Linked DNA regions of Mus musculus: regions 2, 3 and 4 are each linked to region 1. The links are chromatin contacts, called in public promoter capture Hi-C and targeted proximity ligation maps. All regions are on one chromosome and are shown on one strand. The core of a region is the stretch at or near the end of the contact, and the rest is flanking DNA. Distances in the headings are between cores, read along the strand shown.

Region 1 (2,679 bases), core at 95-2,594:
AGGGAAGACTCCCCCACACTCGCCTCTAATAACTCTGTTTTCAGTAGTGAGAGGCTCATTTTATCTCACATATACCCCAACTTGAGATGCAAGGACTTTTAGTACTCACCATAGAGTGGCCCAGATGCTCGCTCACACTCTCCGACAGGTATAGCAACTTCCCCTCAGCTGTGAATACAAGGAGAAATCCAGGTAGTGCTGCCACAATGTCTTCAAGCTCTTGAGCAGAGAGAAGCCCGGTGGGGCCAGCCAAAGGAGTGCCTGTAGGGTGAGAAGATGTGGTGAGTCAGGATAAGAATCAGGGACAACACAGAAATAAAGAGAACATCTTTTGAGTCTTGGAGAAGACACAGGAAATTCCCATAGACCTATTTCTGCCAACACCTGTTGACCCTATGCTTGTGGATCTTGGCCAGGAGACCTGTTGCTAAAACTATCTAGCCAGGGAGCCCCTGGACTTCCAAGCCTGGCCGGAACCTCAGCAGCCCTCTGCTGTCAGCACTGTGGACAGAGCTCTCCCGAAAGGACTGGGATTCAGCACCGCGGACAGCTCCTGCGAAAAGGGGCTATGGCCATTTCAGCACCGCGGGCAGCGCCAGAAAGGGTGATGGCTTCAGGACGTCGAACAGCTCCAGAGCGCATAGAAAGACCCTCTCAGCATTTTCTAGCACAAGCTACTCTTCCTCATACTTTGCCTTTGCAGGCTTTCCCTGTAGCTTGCCAGGCTTCCTTCCGTACCCTCCCCGGATTCCTGGAGTGCCTCTGAGGCAATGGGAGCCTGGACCATTCTGTTTTAGCGCTCTATCTCACACAAATCCAGTGCTAGGACTATCGTTTAGGCTAGTCTAGATGGAGCTCAGAAGAAAAAGTAGGAAGTCCAGGGTCCCCTCAAGTCCCTTCTCTCCACAGGCTTCCAGCACGCTGTGCTAGACAAGCGGCAGTTTTAGCACATTCCCTCAGCTCCTCCATCCCTGGTCCCCGTCAGCTCTGGTCTCCGGTAGCCCAAGCTGCTCACCTCCAGCAAAGAAGACACCCTTGCGAGTGTAGATGCAGGCAAGACTCATGATGTGCAGGTAGGACAGCCGGACCTTGTCCGCTTCAGCCAACGGCAGCAGCTCCTTGAGGTTCCGAATCTCGGCGTTGATCTGGTCGCGGCGCGCCTTGGAGGCGCCCTTGGTGGATCGGTACATGACTGCCGGCTGTGGAGCTCCAGCTCCGGCTCCCGAGCACCTGCGATCCTTTCCCGATGCACCGGAGGCTTCCTCTTCCTTGCTTCCCGGTCTTTTCGCTCAGGCTCTTGCTCGCTCTCGCTCCACTCCTGGGCTCCGCTCGGCAGCGCTGCCCCCCTCGCCTGCCTCGATCCGCCTTATATAGCTCCTGACAGGCGTGGGGGGCTCGTTTTTAGAGACGGGGGGGGCAGCGGGAGGCGGGAGGCTGGGCTAAAGCAAGCTGCAGAGGGAGCCACTGGCTGGGGAGGGGGGGTGCTCCTCCTCCCTCCCAGACTTCCGACGTCATCCCGTGACGTCGAACGGGAGAGGGAGGGGGCGGGGGAAGGGGGAGAAGGGAGGGTGCAGAGGGGGCCGGCTGGCAAGAGCTGTGCAGAGCCAGGAATGGGGTGCAGGGACCCAGGTTTTCCATTACATTCTATTAGGAGGAGGAACAGTACATGGATTAGGGTGGTCTGAAGCCCTTAACAAGAGAGTTTGTAGAAGGCAAAGCGAGGCTGCTATCAACATAGATTTTTCTAAGGAGGCAAAGGATGAGAAGGGGCTTGGTCCTCTGCCAATTTGCCGCCATCTGCCAGGCAGGGGTCGAAATTACATGAGGGACTTTCCTTGGCTTTTGGGGAGGGGCTAGGTCACAACTGGGGGTCTTTTCTGGGGTCTATTCAATCTGAAAGTCCCTTAGCCAGTTTCAAATAAATAATTCCTTCTTCGCCTCCATGCCCTGACCTGAGGGTCTAAATCTCCAGGATAGGGTGGAATGGTGGTCCTGTGGAGAAGAGACCACTTGAATTCGGTCTTGATCATATTTCCTTAGCACCATAGGAACACAAACATCTCCACTGTGATCTGCAGGGATTCCTTTTTCCTCTATTAGTTCATCTTAGCCACCTGTCGGGGAAACTGAGGCAAAGACCCAGGGCCTGGTGAGGATCTGGATGTGTGTTTGAACCTCTCCCACGATCCCCTCCCGCTTGTCAGCCCCCAAGACGAGCTGTTCCCCCGCCCTCTTGCGAGCCCCAGTCTCTCCGGCGGGCTGGGGGGCGGGGGCGGGGCCGGGGGAATCCCAGCTCCATATTAGGACAGGAATCCTCCGGCGGCTGCGGCGGCGGCAGCGGCGGGCGGGGCCTACCGGCCTCCGCACAGCTCTAGAAAGCTCTCCCCACTGCTTCAGCCGGGAAGAGGGGGAGGCTGCCAAGTAGCCAGGGTCTGCTGTGCCCTCAGTGGCTGCTGCACCTACCCAAGACCCTTTAATTCTGCCAGAGTCCCCTCCCCATCTCCCTTCAATTCTTGCTCCATCTTTAGCTCCAGGGCTCCTCGTTCTGCCTGTGCACTTGTCACTGAGTGAGCGCACAACATACACCTTTCTTTTTTTTTTTTTCCTTCGTTCATTGAGCGTTGGACAGTCTATCTCGGCTTTGTGGGCGCCCCCCACCCCCACCCCTCTAATTTGCAC
Region 2 (2,679 bases), core at 103-2,602, 840 kb before region 1:
ATTGGGTGAGCGGTCAGGATGCTAATCCAATCCTCATCTCACTACGGGAAGCCTATGTGCCCAGTAAACAACGGGACCTGAAGGTCAGCCGGCGCAACGTGCTATCAGACAGCAGGCCTGCCAGTTACAGCCGCTCCGGAGCCTCCACAGCTACTGCAGTTACTGATGTCCCCAGTGGCAACCTTGCTGGGGCTGGTGTATGTGACCTACATTTGGGAGTGCTGTCCCATTGGCTAGGCACCAGGCCTCTTCCCTGGGGGTGGGTTATGGCTGATAGCCTCTGACTTCCATTTGTCTTTGTAGGAAGCTGGGAAGCTGGAAGAGGTGATGCAGGAGCTCCGGGCACTCCGGATGCTGGTCAAGGAGCAGGGAGAACGTATCAGCCGCCTGGAGGAGCAGCTGGGCCGCATGGAGAATGGGGATACATAGGACCACCAGGGACCTGCTCCCGACACTGCCTCCTCCAACCCTTCCCACCTAGCTTCTGTGGCCAGGTCACACCAGGCAGTTGGCTGCTCAGTGCCTCTGTGGCAGGTCACAGCCAGTTTGCACCTCTCCACAGCCTGGGGCCCAGGTTGGAAGCACCACCTGACTTTTGGAAGATTTTTGTACCAAGGCAAATTCCCAAGTACTTTAAGGGACCATCTCCTCGACCTGCCCAACCCACTGCCCCCTCACCAGAAAAAGCAGCAGAGATGGGGTCTATATTTTCATTCCAAATAAAATGCTCTTTCTAAAGCCAGGTTTGACCTACTGTTGTGGAGGATTAGGAGTGGATGCTAGAAAGGGAAACTGCAAACCTTATATGGAAAGTAGCCCCTGCATACCAGAATTCCACCATACAGAGAAACTGAGGTGAAAAGGCCAGGGAAAGGTGTGGGGGATGGGCTAGTGGGTAAATTCTCTTGCTAAGCAAGCCTGAAGACCTGAATTCAACTCCTGGAGCCCACAGTGGAAAGAGGCATCTGACTTCCATTTGTCCCCACGTATGCAGGCATGTGTACAGTTTTGTTGTTTTGGTTTTTTGTTTTAAGGCTAACCAGATACCCACTTAGTCCCAGTACCCCAGAGGCAGAGCTAGGAGCTCAGAGTTCCAGACCTGCCAAAGCTACATAATGTATAGGTGGCTGTCCTGCTTTGAGTTAGATAGATGCACACTTCCTCCCTTTGGAGTTCTGGTCACAGATCCTGTGGCCCCAGCCTCACCTAGAGAGAGAAGATCTAATACCTGTCTGGGTAATCCTGAGGCTGAGACCCAGTGAGGGTCCTGTAATAGACAAGAGTGGGTGGGGCATTTTGGGCAGGAAACGGAAGTGTAACTCCTACTAGCTACTCTACTGAGAGCTGTGGGGCTCACTTCTCACTAAACAGTCAGAGGTGGGTGCCCGTGCAAAAGCCATCGGATCAATGGTGAGCTGTGGGACCCTCTGGGCTCTTGGGGCACCGTGGGCTGGGGATGGAATATCAAGGTTCCAGGAGTTAAGGAAGGGTCTCCTTCCGTAGCCTGAGACCCAGGACTAGAATGGGTTGGAATTTAGCCCTCACCTCAGATCTGGGCTCTCTGGGATTAAAGGTAGGTCCTCTAGTTCCTCACCCTGGGCACAGCCCTATTCCAAGACCCTTGGGACAGTCCTCCACCTGGTCCCCTCACGAGCCGAGTTTAGGTGTAACTCTTTCTCCAGAGCTTGGTATGCTACGGGGGAGCCTTGTGCCCAGCACCCTTCCCCCCACCCCCTGCTACCACCCCCACCACCTGCTTTGTTCCAACCGCAGGCTTCCTCTGATAGCTACACATGCTGCCCCCAGACCGGTGGCCCTGCACGCCTGAGGCCCTTTGGGGTAGAGTGGGGAGCTGAACAACGGAAACCCTGCAGCTGGGGCAGCCCCATGGTCGAGGAGGGGCTTCAAAGACCCCTCATTCTAGGACCAGTCAACCTCTGAGCTGGTCTAGATATCTCCATCATGGCCTCCAGAGAGCAACCTGCCACTAGCCTCTCAGACCCCTTCAACTCCCTCTACTGCAAGGCAGGCCAGGCCACACAGCCAGCTAATATCCACTGAGCATCTATGTCCATGGTTTTAAGTGCTCCCCACCCCAAATCCAGGCGCTTATTCTGGTGGGAAATGTAACACAACTGGATCAAGATTATTCTCTAGTGTAGGATTTGGTGGGAAAAGAGTAATCAAGGGACCTGAGGTCGGTGAATGGGTGGGCTGAGGTCTGACAAGTTAGCTGTAGAAGTCTTGCAGGTGTGGGAGGGGGTGACCCGGAGGGGACAGTGACCAGAATGTAAAGTGAGTAAGTTTAAAAAAAAAAAAAAACAGCCGGGCAGGACCTCATCATCAGCCAGGCCTAGCCAGGCTTGGCAAGCATGTCACCATGAGGCTGTGAAGTAGTGTCTGAGCAAAGGGAAGGCCAACGCACAGGCCTCTGACAGGCACAGGCCTCAGGCAGTGAGAAGTGAGTTACAGGGTTGGGTTGAAGGTGAGCACAATAGCAAAGGCCTAACCAAATATGGGCTGGTGATTTTCTGCTTGACTGTCTCTATTTTGCTTGAGGCAGCTGAGGTCTTTGTTAGAATTCAGTTGGTCTCATCAGGTGACAACTCCTCCCTACTGTCTCCCACAGGCTCTGCCTGGTACCCTCAGATTTGGGGTGCTGATGGCCCTGCCAGGGGC
Region 3 (2,679 bases), core at 85-2,584, 740 kb after region 1:
GGGCCTCGGCGCAAGCCCGGATAAGCCCACAGAGCTGGATACTAGTCTCCAAGGAGGTGCTAGAGCCCAGCTCGACTGACGCCCAGGTTAGCTTCTGCAGGAGGGCCGTCTGTGTGGAAGCCACCGCGTCCGTATTTGGAGGTGCAGCCGGAAGAGGAGGCGCCTGGGCTGCCTTGAGCCCGGCTGCTGCGCCTTCACAGTGCTCTGGACGGGGTACTGGTGGCTGGGATGGGGGCCGAGAGCTCGAGGCAGGCTCTGTAGATGAGGCCAGCTGGTGTTCCCGAGCTTGAGAGAGCGCCGCCTGTGCATTCAGTGCTAGAACAAGAAAAGTGGTGGAAGAGTGAGGGTGCCCCGTCCGCCTCTCCCGAGTCATGTGCTCTTTACTGATGTCCCTGAGCTGCTGGTGTTTTCTGCCTAAGCCAATCCCATCTCATCTCTACTCTTCTTTCTCCTTACACATGCTTGCCAAACACTGCCCCACTGATTTACACTTGAGGTCCAGTTGCTTGACAGATGGCCTGGCCTCATCTATGCATCAAGTCTATTCCTGTAAACTGGGATGCCCGCCCTTCAGTGGTAAAATGCCTGTCCAACATGCACAAGCACCCAGGGTTGCACGTGCACTCTACAACGTAGGATGACTATTTTGCTAGGACTCTCCCCACGGTGTCAGAAACAAAAGGCTGATGGTCTTTCTTGAATGAAACACCTCTCTAGGGCGGAAACGAGAAGGCACCTTAATGCCACAGCACGCAGGAGTTTCCACTGTCACCTCCCAGGCTCACAGTTCCTCTGTAGCTATCGCCACTCTCTTCTCCCCACAGTGCACACTCGGACCCTCACCCGGGTTATCTTTATCCACGTCTGAGTCGAGCTCCTGACAAGCCACACAGTAGATTTTCCGCTGTTTATCTTGCAGGAGGATCGTCTGGGGACCAGAAAGTACATGGACATAGGTGAGCCGGAGAGACAGGGTTCACAGAAGAGGGAGCTGAGGAAAGGTCGTGCGGCCCGGTCCGCGGCCTCGGCCTCATCACTCGCCTCACCCCGCAGTCGGCGCACGTGTCGCCCAGCATGCGGTAACCACGGAGCAGGTAGTCCCCCATCAGACGGGAGATGCGATCCTGCCGCTCCCGTCGCGCCTGCAGCACCTTCGTCTCAGCTTCAGTCGGAGGCTCCCAGGTGAAATCGTCGACATCTAGAGAAAACAGGCACAGGAGATAGAGAGAGCTGCCTCCCGCACCCCACGGCCACTGCCCAAACATCCCAAGCGCATACCTGCACCGTTCAAGGCCATGTTGCCGTGGTCACTGCTGGGCTCACCGGAAGTGATCCAAATAAGATGCGCCCCCACTACGGCCCCGCCTCCCACATGTGGTAGCTGAGGGCGGAAGTGACGCTTACACGGTCTTCCTGGCGCTTTAGTCAAAGGGGGGGCGTGTCTGCTGCACATTTGACCCTGACCTACGGGCTCGGCTGGTGGCCAGAGCTATGGTTGGGTACCACCGTCTCCCTGGTAACGCTTCAGTACTCGGGTGTGGCTTTTCAGAGTCTCCATTTCTACTTGCCTCAGATAAAGTGGCCCTTAGGTCTGTGAAATACCCGATTCCCTCAGGGTTGTCTTTCCACACAGGGGAAGCAGGAGATGGGCAGGACCATGACATCTGCCCAACAGTCACTGCAATAAAAAGTTCTCTAAATCTTTCAAACTAGGCTAGCTACACTGAGGTCGTTTTCTGCCTATTTCAACACTCCTCCCTGTTTGCGTGTTGGGTGTCCTCTGTCCACCTTCTACCAATGCCTAGAACTGATGTAAGCCTGCTGTCTTAGTTAGGACTAGTATAGCTGGGATTAACACCATGACCAAAAATAACTTGGGGAGGAAAAGGTTTGTTTCGCCGGGCATGGTGGCTCATGCCTTTAATCCCAGCACTTGGGAGGCAGAAGCAGGCGAATTTCTGAGTTCGAGGCCAGCCTGGTCTACAGAGCGAGTTCCAGGACAGCCAGGGCTACACAGAGAAACCCTGTCTCGAAAAGCCAAAAAAAAAGAAAAGAAAAGAAAAGAAAAGGTTTGTTTCACTCATGGTTCCATATAACATGTTCATCAAAAGCAGGAACTCAAGCAGGGCAGGAAGCTGGAGGCCATGGAGGAGTGCTGCTTACTGGCTTGCTCCTCATGGCTTGCTCAGCCTGCTTTGTTACAGAACCCAAGAGCAGCAGCCCAAGGATGACCCCACCTACAATGGGCTTGACCCTCCCCCACTGATCACTGGTTAGAAAGTGCTCTACAGGAGAGCCCACCAGATCTTACGGAGGCATTCTCTCCTCTCAGAGGACTGTAGGGCCTGCTGGTGAAAATGGCTTATACTCGAGTGGGTTACAAATCAAGGACCAGTGCTCCTCATAATCCTGGGTTCTTTGCAAGAGCACCAAGTAATTAAAAGACCAAGGGCTGGAGAGATGGCTCATCGGTTAAGAGCCCTGGCTGCTCTTCCAGAGCTCCTGAGTTTAATTCCCAGCAACCACATGGTGGCTCACAACCATCTGTAAAAGGGCTAAGACACCCTTTTCTGGGGTGTCTGGAAATAGCTACCATATACTCACATGCATAAAATAAATAAGAGGAGGAGGAGGAGGAAGAAGGGGGTAGAAAGATGGCTCAGTTCTTTTTTAAAAATA
Region 4 (2,679 bases), core at 95-2,594, 550 kb before region 1:
TTGGGTTCCCATGGGCAGTACCTAAAGACCTGGAAAATATCTCCTATACTTAAAAACAAAAAAACTGTAACTGGTCAAAGAAGGTGACGTCAGCTTTGCAAACCACAAAACCAAAGGCTGTGAGATGGGTATGGTGGTGCATACACGTGATCTGAGCAATCCTTGGGCCGAGAGACAGGAGGACTGAGCGTACAAGGCCTCCACAGTAATATCCTGTCTCAAAAACAAAACAGGAACCACTAAAGTAAAACGACAAAAATACAACCCCCCCCCCCAAAAAAAAACCCAACAACCATAAAAACCACTGGTATTCAGAGTAGCAAGCAAGACTGTGCCCTATTTGCCAGGTCAGCTTCTCTGGCTCCTTCCATCAAATTACCCACTTCTGCACAATCCCAGAGGCCAGAAGGACGTGGGGACAGGAAAAGAAGGCTTGCTGCTGAAGGCAAACCCACAAACACACAGGACCCCCACTCCTCGTGGAGGCACAGAAGGAGGGCTCAGCCACTGTTCTGGTCATGGGGTCCTTGAGGACTCACAGTGACAAGCCCAGAGAGCCAGGATGCAACCAGGTACCGCACCGAGCCGGCCATCAGCCTTCAGCCTCACTGTCCCAGCTTTCTTCCCCCTATCAGGTTGCTCTGAGAAACTGAGGCTTGGTTAGAGTCGAAGTATGGCATAATCAGACTCTTCAGAGAAGGGTCGGTGTTCCAGTTTTCCTCTCTAGGGTAAAGCATGGGGATTTGCACCATAGTGGATGGAGAAGAGGTGATGTCGCCCGACGAACATCACTTACTAACTTTCAGCAACTAACTTTCAGCACTCTTTTCTATACTACGCTCGGGTAGGGGCTTTCAGTCCTATCATGTAGTTAACCTTCAGAGAGGTTAAGGGACTTGCCCAAAGGCACACAGCTGTAAGAGGCAAAGGCTTGATTTTACTGCTGCCAGTCGAGCTCCAAAGTCCTCACACTCTCGTCGCCAAGTAGTGACAACAACTGCTCTCGTAGGATTTGCTATTTCCCTAGGTGGCCCAATTCAGTCCCTGTGACACCCCTCCCCCTAAGTGCTATTAGTCCCACTTTGCTTCTACTGGCTAAAACTGAAAAACTCTGCCTTCGACCCCAGGCCCTGCTGAGATTTCCCCCTAGGAGGCTAGAGCTGGGTTCTTTCGAGGCAGCTCTCAGCAGACCCGCACATGGGGGGTGTCCCCAGCGCAGGGCCAAGGATGAGGGCACTCACCTCTGGGAAGGCCCCTTTGGCGAAGACCATCATCAGTGACGTCTTCCCGCAGCCCCCGTCGCCCACCAGGACCACCTTGACCGAGTGCCCGCTCTGCGGCGCCTCTTCTCCCGCAACCTGGGACGCGTTCATCCCTGGCTGGCGGACGGCGGTGCGCGGAGCAGCAGGCGGTACGCGGCGGGCTGGCTGCGGCGGGCGCGGGGCTGGCCCGGCGGGACAGGAATGTGGAAGGGGCGGGGCGGCGGGAGGAAGTGGGAGCGGGGCGGCCGGGACAGGAGGCGGCCCGGGGGGCGGGGGACACCCAGCTCAGGTGAGAAGCCCGGGACAAGATGGGGGTGCGGCGCCCGCCCAAGGGTGGACGCTCCTGGGGTCCGGTCTCCTGGCGTCCTGTCTAGACACTCAAGAAAGACTTTTGCAGCACCTACTGCGTGCAGTCGCTGAGGCCGCAGGGGTGAGCGGAGACCTACGCCTCCAGAGGGCACCCAGGGCTCGTGGGAGAGTAGACAAGTACTTGGAGAGAGGCTGGGGACAGGGAAGGAGGAAGCACCTGGACTATCTGCCATGGGTGGGAGGTTATTTTTATGAATGAATGGGTGGGTGAATGAATGAATGAATGAATGAATGAATATGAGTTTCTGCTATTTGCGGACCTCCTCCAAATGTTGTAGGCCAGATGAGAAAGGAGTGGCCCGGGCATGCCCTTGTGGGTCACTGCAGGACCTCTTCAGCCAGCTCCAGGAAGTTTCAATGAAGGTGGAATTACCACGCATCTCACCCAGGCAGCCAGTGAGCTAAGGAAAACTATGGAACCGTCCATCTGTAGAGCTCAGAGCTAGCTCTGGCACATGGCAGATGTCATGAATGGTTCATATTATGGTATATAGTATGATGGCCTTTTAGTTTTATTTTTTACGCGTGTGGGCGTTTTATCTGCATGTATAGACATAGACATGCATCCTGGTGTCCTCTGCACTCGGAAACCCTGGAACTAGAGTTACAGACATTATGAGCCACTATGTGGGTGAACCGGGATCCTCTGGAAGAGCAGCCAATGTTCTTAACCTCTGGGCCATCTCTCCAGCTCTTTGGTATAATGTTTAATCAATGCAGATGATCCTTAGTTTCTTAGAGTCTGGGGACCCTGCACTGTTCCGATCAAAACCTCGACTCTGAGAAGCCTAGAATAGGAGGTGTCAGGACAGGAGAAAGGAAAAAGGGGCTCTTCGAAGAGACTGGAGCAAGGTAGCCACGCCCCCACTTCTTAGCGACAGGACAGAGGGCGGGACTTGGCTGAGGAGCTAGTATCTGGAGGGTGGAGCACTTTGGATTTCAGGAATAAATCTTACTTTTCTCTAAATCTCCGCAACCTTCTTTGTGATCAGATTTTTCTTTTTAACTTTTGGTGAGCATAAGTGGGCTGGAAATGTAGCCGCGCTGC

What was found. Promoter capture Hi-C pulls out the DNA fragments that hold promoters and counts their contacts.
Region 2: a contact with region 1 is called in a targeted proximity ligation map of bone marrow-derived macrophages, with 7 times the contacts expected there. A contact is called at or near these places in 1 of 130 datasets of targeted methods (bone marrow-derived macrophages) and 1 of 9 other capture datasets (adipose tissue).
Region 3: a promoter capture Hi-C map of liver shows a contact between it and region 1, with 2.7 times the contacts expected there. A contact is called at or near these places in 1 of 39 promoter capture datasets (liver) and 1 of 130 datasets of targeted methods (bone marrow-derived macrophages).
Region 4: a contact with region 1 is called in a promoter capture Hi-C map of the SN4741 cell line, with 4 times the contacts expected there. A contact is called at or near these places in 4 of 39 promoter capture datasets (3T3-L1-derived adipocytes, the SN4741 cell line, embryonic stem cells and 1 more) and 3 of 130 datasets of targeted methods (embryonic hindbrain, embryonic stem cells and microglia).

Annotation. Positions count from the first base shown.
Region 1 is chr19:4,988,627-4,991,305 of GRCm38.p6, forward strand. It overlaps Npas4 (neuronal PAS domain protein 4), which reads right to left and starts at 1,345. Exons shown (of 8, transcript NM_153553.5): 1 at 1,016-1,345; 2 at 110-261. The coding sequence starts at 1,190.
Region 2 is chr19:4,153,294-4,155,972 of GRCm38.p6, forward strand. Ptprcap (protein tyrosine phosphatase, receptor type, C polypeptide-associated protein) reads left to right here and starts at 1,353. Exons shown (of 2, transcript NM_016933.3): 1 at 1,353-1,410; 2 at 2,630-2,679. The coding sequence starts at 1,408. It overlaps Coro1b (coronin, actin binding protein 1B), which reads left to right. Exons shown (of 11, transcript NM_011778.3): 10 at 1-197; 11 at 304-742. The coding sequence ends at 429.
Region 3 is chr19:5,730,398-5,733,076 of GRCm38.p6, forward strand. It overlaps Znrd2 (zinc ribbon domain containing 2), which reads right to left and starts at 1,335. Exons shown (of 4, transcript NM_020491.5): 1 at 1,279-1,335; 2 at 1,047-1,198; 3 at 844-928; 4 at 1-315. The coding sequence starts at 1,297.
Region 4 is chr19:4,437,979-4,440,657 of GRCm38.p6, forward strand. A930001C03Rik (RIKEN cDNA A930001C03 gene) reads left to right here and starts at 1,345. Exons shown (of 3, transcript NR_045990.1): 1 at 1,345-1,411. Rhod (ras homolog family member D) reads right to left here and starts at 1,465. Exons shown (of 5, transcript NM_007485.5): 1 at 1,242-1,465. The coding sequence starts at 1,373.